3 separate regions of the Zea mays genome follow, and all the other regions are linked to region 1. The links are chromatin contacts, called in public Hi-C maps. All regions are on one chromosome and are shown on one strand. Each heading gives the region's core, a stretch centred on a gene start, on an enhancer-like site or on the middle of the called end of the contact. The rest is flanking DNA. Distances are from core to core; before and after follow the strand shown.

The links. Hi-C and Micro-C count contacts between places; a contact is called where the count stands out from the background.
Region 2: a Hi-C map of leaf shows a contact between it and region 1, with 4 times the contacts expected there. The contact joins the promoter of LOC103652986 here to the promoter of LOC103652983 in region 1. A contact is called at or near these places in 4 of 25 Hi-C or Micro-C datasets (ear, endosperm, leaf and 1 more).
Region 3: a contact with region 1 is called in a Hi-C map of tassel, with 6 times the contacts expected there. The contact joins the promoter of LOC100191298 here to the promoter of LOC103652983 in region 1. A contact is called at or near these places in 10 of 25 Hi-C or Micro-C datasets (bundle sheath, ear, endosperm and 5 more) and 1 of 3 datasets of contacts at active chromatin or transcription factors (leaf).

Annotation. Positions count from the first base shown.
Region 1 is chr4:27,983,072-27,985,983 of Zm-B73-REFERENCE-NAM-5.0, forward strand. It overlaps LOC103652983 (protein NRT1/ PTR FAMILY 4.4-like), which reads left to right and starts at 1,323. Exons shown (of 5, transcript NM_001346883.1): 1 at 1,323-2,095; 2 at 2,307-2,524. The coding sequence starts at 1,390.
Region 2 is chr4:28,160,911-28,164,284 of Zm-B73-REFERENCE-NAM-5.0, forward strand. LOC103652986 (calcium/calmodulin-dependent serine/threonine-protein kinase 1) reads left to right here and starts at 1,671. Exons shown (of 7, transcript XM_020552489.1): 1 at 1,671-1,680; 2 at 1,779-1,891; 3 at 2,431-2,538; 4 at 2,607-2,669; 5 at 2,747-2,875; 6 at 3,004-3,069. The coding sequence starts at 1,826. The coding sequence ends at 3,030.
Region 3 is chr4:27,796,767-27,799,839 of Zm-B73-REFERENCE-NAM-5.0, forward strand. It overlaps LOC100191298, which reads right to left and starts at 1,578. Exons shown (of 8, transcript NM_001136732.2): 1 at 1,313-1,578; 2 at 1,144-1,182; 3 at 999-1,061. The coding sequence starts at 1,415.

The sequences.
Region 1 (2,912 bases), core at 73-2,572:
GATTAACTTTGTAAATTTCAGTTTCGCCCTATTCACCCCCCTCTAGGCGACTTTCACTGGGCATGACTTGTTTTGTTGTGCTCGCCAGGCGGTCTGCGTACTCAGGCCTAGTCCCAATAGGTTAAGAGCGCGCCGCAGGCCGGGGGGGGGGGGTGCGTGGGTCATAAATGTTCCGCAGTTCGAGGGGTTCGTAGGTTATGAGTGCGTTGCAGCCCAAGAGGTTCGTAGGCCATGAGTGGGAGGCGGATGACGTCTCTGTCGTGGCTCGGTGTCAGACATAGTTAATGCGGAAGGTCACTTATGGCGGGTCGGTCTCAGACCGGGCGAAGGACCCACTCGAGTGTTTTTTCCCTTCGGTTCGCCCGACCCCCCTGTCCAGTTCCGCCACCCCTGACCCCGGGGCTCGGTGCCGCAGGGTTCGTTTGGGGACGGGCGCTTACAGGGTAGCCGTTTCATTTCTCCTCCAGTTAGCCGACGGGCCACAGTCGCTAGGGACTTTTTCCCCAGCACGCTCGCTGACCGATTGACCCTAGGAATTGGGGATCTTGTCCCCTGACAAGACTACACAGGTTTTCTAGAAACCACAATTTAGCTAACACACAGAAGAAGAAAAAAACAAAAAGCCCTCGCAGAACCTGGACAACCCCTCACGCAGACGAAAATGTACCGGTACACCTCTGGTTTTCGGCTAGGAGTGGTATTGAATCATGATCCGAATGTTTGTTCACAACAAGTTAAAGCTCTTGATTAGTTTTAGTTTAAAAAATGAATAAAAATATAGTCTGGTCCTTTATAATTTAGTGTATGCCTAACCCAAAAGGAAGCTCCATGGCACGCCTTGCCGCCCGTAGCTAGCCGGCCGGCAGGCCACAACAGGTGGAGAGGCGACGCCACAGGCCACACCGCCACACGGTTGAGAGGTCGACCATCACCGATCTGGCCGCCTTCTCACCTGTCGAGGTCCAGACTCCAGATCGAGGAGGCTGTAGGTTGGCGGGCGCTGACAGAGAGAGGGACGTCACGGGGAGAAAAAGAGGAGAGGCACGCAGCATGATTATTGACTGGTCCAAGGAAGGGGGCTCACTTCACTTATCGCTGCTTCTAAACCAGAACCAGATCCGTGCGATGCGACCAAAGATAGCCTTCTTCCTCTGTACGCACTCCGTGTATGCATGCATAGAAGAAACAAGTTACTACTAGTATGTACAGTGCTGCATTTCTTGGTTTAGCTGGGGGGGGCCTTGGGGGGCGGGGAATGCCCTTCTTCGCATTGACGAAGTAGTAGAAAGTCGCAAGGGCAGCCAGAGACAGAGAAGGCCACTCACTATTCATTCGAACCAGTTTGTCCGGACCAGGACCCGATGCTGTCAAAAAGTAAGCAGCCACAGTATGAAAGGGAAGCGTTTTTCCCTTTCCTTGGGGCGGGTCGGAGACCAGGCGCCAGGCGGAGCAGAGCGCGCGGGGCGCGGCGGGGCCGGAACACGCGCGCACTATGCCCAGCCCAACTGCTACCTGACCGGCACCGGCACCGGCACCGGCACGGGCTGTGCGACGCTGCCGCCTTTGCACGTGACGTGCGCTCTCTGCTCTGCTCCCTTGGCCGCCGGTGTGTACTGTACGAGTCCTACGTCCAAACAGATGAGAAGGAAGCGAAGCACTGCACTGCACACGCCGCCTTGGGCCTTGGCTCGGCTGGCTGCTCGCGGCTGCGCTGCATATTATAAAGCCCGCGCCAGCTCTTGCCGACCCGAGCGCAGAGCTTGCTGCTTGCCTTGCCTTGCCTTTGCCTGCCAATCCAATCCAGTCCTGCACCTGCTCGGGCGGCTAGTAGCTGGCCAAAGCTCCGGTGCCAGCTTCGACTCGAGTGCGGTTGCAGGCTGCCTGTCTAGTCAACTCGCTCGCCGGCTCGTCGCTCCTCCAGGGAGGGAGGGAGTGTGTGTGTGTCTAGCAGACAGAGATAGAATACGAGAGATAGAGAGAGAGGCCATGGACGATGCAGAGAGATCCCAGGCGCCGCCCGAGAGCTGCGTGGACTGGCGCGGGCGCCCCTGCCGGCCGCGCCACGGCGGCATGCGCGCCGCCGCCTTCGTCCTAGGTGCGTGCGTACGTTTCCGCTGCCTCTCCCTCCCTCCCTCCCTCCCTCCCTGGGGACGGATTATTACTGCTACTCTGCTCGTAGCACCAGTCACCAGACCCCCAACAAGTCGAAGGGCAAGACCCAGGCCGACGCCGCGCCGGCGCCCGGGCAATGCCGTGTATATACAGCAACAGATTAAGAAGGCGTCTGGTTGTTGTGCGCATTGCAGTGTTCCAGGCGTCGCAGACGATGGCGCTGGCGGCGGTGGGGAGCAACCTCATCACCTTCGTGTTCGGGGAGCTGCACTTCCCGCTGCCGCAGGCGGCCAACGTGGTGACCAACTTCGTCGGCACCGTCTTCATCCTCTCGCCCCTCGGCGGCTTCCTCTCCGACTCCTACGCCGGCTGCCTGCGCACGCTGCTGGCCTTCGCCGCCGTCGAGCTCGCGGTACGTATGCTATGTGTACGCAGGCAGGACACCCTCTCTCTCTACTCTCTAGCAGCAGCAGCAGCAGTAGCAGTACTACTCCCTATCCTATGTAGCATCACTCTCATGGACTGGACGACGAGTCGACGACATGGATGGACCAGCGAGCCCACAGCCAGAGCCAGCTGCTTTTCTTTTCCCCCCGCTCCTTTGTTTCTGACCCAGCTAGCTTTTCGTGTCCGCGGCAAGGGAGATGAACTGAAACATGCGAACATGGTAGGGTCGTGGACATGGATGCATGGGCCGGAAAAGCCGCCCATCACCACGACCAAGCATGACCAAAGCTTGGATTCTTTTCTTTTTTTCTTCTTTTTAAAACACGCACGCACACACACGCACACCAAGAAGT
Region 2 (3,374 bases), core at 421-2,920, 180 kb after region 1:
TCTACGACAGTTTGTTGGGTGAAATACAACTCCATGGTACCATTTAGATGTCGAAAATTAAATGCACCCGGATTAAGACCAAACCATACGTTGTGCATCTTGTAGACATGCTTTTCATGGAGCAAACTGTCACTACAAGGAATGTGTCCTTTTATGACAAAATACTTAATGACAAGGTCAGTTATCGTCATATAATGTCACATAATATGATGGAATTTTTTGAGTCGTCATAAGTTCATGAGGCCATGAAGATTTTATGACGATAGTGTTTTTGTTGTCACATAAGGGTACGAAGATTCGTCATATATTGTCAGGCGCCAGAAGCCGGTAGACGGTTTTACTTTTATGACAGTTAGATGTGCCTTTATGTGATGATTTGGCGGCGTCACTTTATGTTTTTTTCCAAAAAAGGACCGTACCCCTTTCTGTTGACCGCATTCACTTTCCCATCTCCCGCCCAAGATGACCAAAATTCCCCTCCTACCTTATCCTCTCGGTTGCTCACCACTGCAGACAAGTCCAGTGCTCTCCCTCCCCTCAACCTAGCGCCGCCACTCGCGCCCACCACGCCGCCGCACCGCCGCTGGTGAACGGATCTGTCCATCCCATACACCAGCCATGTCCTAACACACTGACACACACCTGGTGGAGGAGGAGGCGCCACCTCCGTCCGCCGGCGGCGCAGGGGAGGAGCCGGCCATCCTCAGGGCGGCGCGGGGCTCCAGCAAGCTGCGCATCGAGGGGTGTTGGGGCGAAGGCAAAGACGCCACCCTTCGCTCGAGGCCTTCGCTGAAGTCGCTGGTCTGACAGAGACAAAACGGGCGGGGACACCCTTCGCTCCATTCGGCACCAGACGAAGGCCTACGGCGGAACCAACCCGCTGCGCGGCCTCGTTCGGCTCTGAGGCCCACGTGTGATCTGGCCCATTGTAAACGGGCCCTGCGTGGCCGCCTTTGTGTTACGGGCCTGATCTGTAAAGGCATGCTTGTAATTACAGCCTGTAACCCTGCTTTATGGGAATATTCTGGGGATAAACTAGGTGTCTGAGGGCACATGTGTCCTTAACACAAGGCGCTGGGCACTTAGATACCTATAAATACCCCCGCACAGTGCCCGTGAGAGGCTAGATTAACAGAGCTATTGCCCCCGAGCACGTAACCCTGTTATCGCCACCGTTCACCCCTGTTGGCCTCCTTGCTGCTGAGATCAAGTTCCAACAAGGGGTCACTGAGCTTCAAGCGGGCGCAGGCCGCACTGCAGGTGGAGACCGAGATCTCCATTCGGACCGCCGCCATGCCCGCGCCGGGACCGGGACCCCTGCCTAGGGGAACCCCCGAGAGGAACACACAACAACGTCTCACCAGTCAGCCACCACCGCGCTCCATTTCCTTTCTCTCTCTCGGCTCCTCCGCTCTCTTGCCCGAGTTGCTAGCTTCCCTGCCCGCCTCCTCCCGTCCCCATGGACAGACAGCCCCCCACCTCCGCTTCCATAGCATCCGAGCTAAGGTCAACTCCTCCGTCGGTGGAGCGAGAGCGGGGAAGAGATGGGAGGGTCCCGGATCCGAGCTGAGCTGTGCTCCCCGCGCGACCGACACCCAGGTCTCGTCGTCCCATGCAAATCTGCTCCTCCTCCTGAGGTAAATCTTCGATAGTTTGGTGGTTTAGCTGCACAAGCCCTCTATATGTAACATTCTTGTCTTGAACTCGGTGTACCCTGTTATTCTGTTTGCAGATAAGGTGACCCTGACCCCTTCTTTCTTATACATTGGAAATTATAGGCCATCCATGGATCCGTGGCACACAGGAAGTTAAGATTAATCTAGACATGATAATCTACAGGCTTATGAGGGCTTACATAAGTTCATCTTCTCTACGGAAATCTGCATTGAGGGTAATACTTTTGTAGGTTGCTTGTACTATTTTGCAAGAATCATCATCTTTCGTTTCTGTTGGATCTTGGATGATCAATAACTGAAGCCTCCATTTTTAAGTGTATTTTATTGATAATGTTTTATCTGCATCACCTAGCAAATGGTTGCTTTGTTTTTGGATTTATGTGATCCTCTTATGCTTTTTCCTCTTATAAATATATGTAGTATGTACTGCTCTGTAAATAAAAACACTGAATGATTGTGGTCTGTCCGTCTGTGCACAATCCATGCTTTCTATTCAGCTTAATGCAAATCTGGTATACCCTATGCATATCTGTTATAACAAGTGTTATTCAGTATGTTCCTTGCTTGCCTTTCACCTTAAAAATTAGAATAAATGATTGTCCTATGGTTGTTCTATTTTTCCATTCTACTGATCCTTATTTCCTGGGACTGCATTTTTGTTGGGATGACATTGTTTCTTGCTATTATTGTGAACAAAGGACACTTCAAGAAACTGTTATACAGGACCTGCTAATTAGCTATTTAAGTTTTTCAGGCTCTTGCAAAGGCACTGACGACAGATCAACTCTTCTACCTAAGAGAGCAGTTTACATTATTCGGTCCAAACAAGAGTGGCCATATATCATTGCAAAATATGAAGACGGTTAGTAACTTTATTCAGTTAAAATTAAATTGTAACTTGCAGTTGCTGATTTTTTATGGAACTTCTAGGCCTTGATGAAAAATTCCTCGGGTGCAATGAATGATTCTAGGATTCTTGACTTTGTTAACTCAGTAAGCCTTCTTTGTCCTCTTATGTTCTTTTCATATTTTGGTGCATGACAATGTACTAATTCTACCCATTGTGCTAGATATGCAATATCCAATATGGCATGATTGATTTTGAAGAGTTCTCTGCTGCGGCCATTAGTGTATATCAAATGGAAGGCCTGGAGACCTGGGAAGAACATGCTCAACAAGCATATGAATTGTTTGACAAGGTAGCACAGTTTTTTTCTTTATTTTTCTTTTTGTGCTAGTGCCAGTATTGTGGAACGAATTTATAAGGTTTGTGGGTTGGGCTGCTAACATTTATGTTCGAATTTGGACGCCTCTCTCTCTCTCTCAGGTTGGAAAGGGGTTGCTGAAGGACTAGAATGCTCAGAAGCTTGCGTTGCAGCACTGGCTGGAAGCGGTGAGAGAAACACGATCTAAATAAACAGTTTTGTAGTTTACACATCCTTTTTGCGAATCTATAAACAGTTAGTTTCATAGTACTAGATTTTCAAACCGAAAGCAAGCAACCTTTCTTCTACTGGTGAGTGTTGGCTGCTACCATACCATCTCGGCTACGACGGTCGTTTGAAGCTGACGGTCTTGGTTTTGGTGTTGATTGAGTAGCTAATTCTGAGATTGGCCATCTGATTTCTAAGATGAGCTCCCATGTTCATAATATTTGCGCTGTGCTAAATGAGGTATAATCAATAGGTGCTTATGCTC
Region 3 (3,073 bases), core at 328-2,827, 190 kb before region 1:
AATCATTGCAGCAGACTACCCAAAAAGGTTGCCGGGATAACGAAAAGGTCAGTAAGTGTGCTGTTTGGTAACAACTTCTGTTCTCGTAGCAACTTTTGGGCAAATATTGCATCAAGCAGAAACTAAAACAAAGTCAAGTAATCATATAGGCCCCACCAAGAAGCCATGCCGATGAAGCAAAGCCTATTGGGGGCTTGGGGCTATCCACCAGCACGCCATGGGGCACAGGAGTGGTGACCTGTCCAACATCATCAACCATGCACTTCCGAACCGCAGAGCTGGGAAGGAGCAGTGCAGACAGAGATGGAATGGCTATGGGGCAGCACAAGAAATGGATGGGATGTAGGAGTTGGCTACAGTGCAAAAATGCATCCCCTCAGTGCGCTTACAGAATATGAACCTCTGCTTCAATCTGGAGAAGCATTTCCCCTAGAAATCCAAAATGAGCTTGATGTTTGGAAAGTGAAGTAGCCTAAAAAACTGCACACGAGTTGTGTCAAACAGGGCCATAGTGTTACATGCAGTGTCATAGCTTGGAGCCAAAGATGGTAGGGGGGTTGCGTGCAGCAGTGATTTTAAAATGAATTAATCACTTCCAATAGGGTATTTTACGAGCATAAATTAGTGGTGTAGCTCAATATACTGCTACGTTTTCTATGGAGTTGCTCAAATGACAGGGGACATGGCCACTGCTATCTCTAAGGAAGCCCATCCATGGTTACACGGTAATGACACTAGAAAATTGCTAAAGTTCACTGAATTAAGGTAACTACTCATGCACTTCGCTTTTGGTACAAGCATTCAGAATGAGGTGTCATCTCAATTATCTTTCACAGAAGAATCGTCGCTAGATAGCTCACTCTTGCTGAGTTTCCCTTGCCCTTTTCACATAATTGTCTCTACGTTTTGGGACGAAATTGCACTTCTGATCGCTCAACAGCCCATTATCACTCATCAATAGGAATGCAAAAGAGGGCGGCGAGATCCAAGTAACTCACCAAGATCCCATACTTGGAACTTGATGTTGTTGTACTGCACCGTCTCAACGTTGAATCCAATTGCTGCAACACACGCGGGGCACCACATCAAATCCAACAACTTCAACCAGCAACAGGAATGACGACTCGGTAAATCAGAACTCACTCGGGATCGTGGAGACGACCTCTCCCATTTGCAGTCTATCTGTGAAACGAACCGAAACAACCCGGAAGGATCAGAATCGGGAACCCCCGCGGAACAGAACCGCGGATCTGCGGGTGACCTGTGGAGATTCGAGGAGGGAGAGGGGACGGAACGGGCGGGTGCGACTTACAGAGTATGGTGGTCTTGCCAGCATTGTCCAGGCCGAGGACGAGGATGCGAGCCTCGCGGTTACCGAAGACCGACGAGAAGAGCCGCGTAAACACGATGCCCATGGCGACGCTCGCGGCCTGGCACCCGCGGCGGCGCTAGGGTTTCGGAGCGCTGGGCACGGGGCCGAGAGAGATCTGTGATTTTGAGGGAAGAATGGAGGTAGATCTGGGGAAGGGAAGTAGAGAAGTGAGCTGGCGCGCGCGAGTACCGAAAGACGAGAACGACGGCTCCGCGACCGGGGCGGGGGCTGGGGAGAAAACCGGAAGGGCGATGGTACTTTGTTTTTGTTTTTTGGTTTTTTACTCTTTTGTTTATCGTTTTTCCTGTATACAAGGTGTTTAGTTTTTATGATAATTTTATACGACACTCTTGTATAGTCAGTTAATATAGATAATTATTATTATGATAATTTATAATTATTTTTTGTGTTCTAACAACAAGTTATTGATTATGTTTGTGACATGTTGGGGCCTTCGATTTCCGAAGGTCCTCAAAAACATGATTTAACAATGTTTCTGTAGTATATTACATGAACAGGTACCTTCGGACTTGGATCCTTTGAACTTGGATCAAAACCATAGTGTGAAGAAGTACAAGGAATATGAAGGATGGCGCAGAGCCGAAGCTATACGCAGGAGAGCTTCGACATGATAGAAGAAAAGGAAACCGGCTTAAAGATGAAAAGGCTATTTAGACCTCGATAGATTGCTATAGAGTTATTAGCAAATGTAATGGACATGGGTGTAATTTTACATGGGCTGCGTCTCGTGCCTATAAATAGATGAACAGTGCTCTCGTACTGTTCACGCTGACTTGACATTTGCTTTTGCGTCACGCTTGTACTTTTACCTTCTTTAAAGTCGAAGGTACATTTATAATTTGATATCATTTCTATTTTACATAGTAATAAAATAGAAATGAGCTGATAATAATACATAAGCGTTTGTGTTATCTTTATATTTCATTTGATTCCTTCTTCATTATTATATGTCATGTTTATGAAGGTATGTCTTTCATAACATTCGTCCTAAAATCATTATATCCCAAGGGAAATAATGCTTCGAAGGACGAAGGACTTTAATGTTTAACATTTTCTGTGTTGCCTTGTTCTTAACTCATAGCATTTAAGAACAAGTCCCCAACATTGGCGCCCACCTCCGGTGAATCCTTTTCAACCACATTCGGCAAGCATTGACATTCGTCATGCCACCGAAGAAAGCTTCAGCGACAGGGGCTGCTGCTCTGCAACCACTGGACCCAAACCAGGAGACCCTTTCTCTTCGAGAGGCCCGAAGCCAGAAGAGGAAGGCCACCAGTCCAACGCCCCAGGAGGATGAGTTAGACCAAGAGATCAGGAATATGGAGATGCTTCATCAGCAAGTGCAAAAGAAGAAGGAAAAAATGGCTCGGCTAGCTGACCTACAAAGGCAGATTAACGAAACTACTGAAGAAGTACGTCATCTTGCTCAAGATGAGCAAAACCGAAGGCCCCAGCATAGAGAGCTGCACCAAGAGGGCTTCTACAACGAGAATGAATGGTATGAAGATTTCCATCATGGAAATTTTGCTTTTGATGATGCTTCTCCTCTGTCAGCAGAACTGCAGGCTACACCTTGGCCCCCGTCTTACAAGCCACCACAGCTCCCCATGTATGACAGACACTCAGATCCGAAGCAGTTTCTGATGAGCTACGAAGCAACCATATCTTCATATGGTGGCA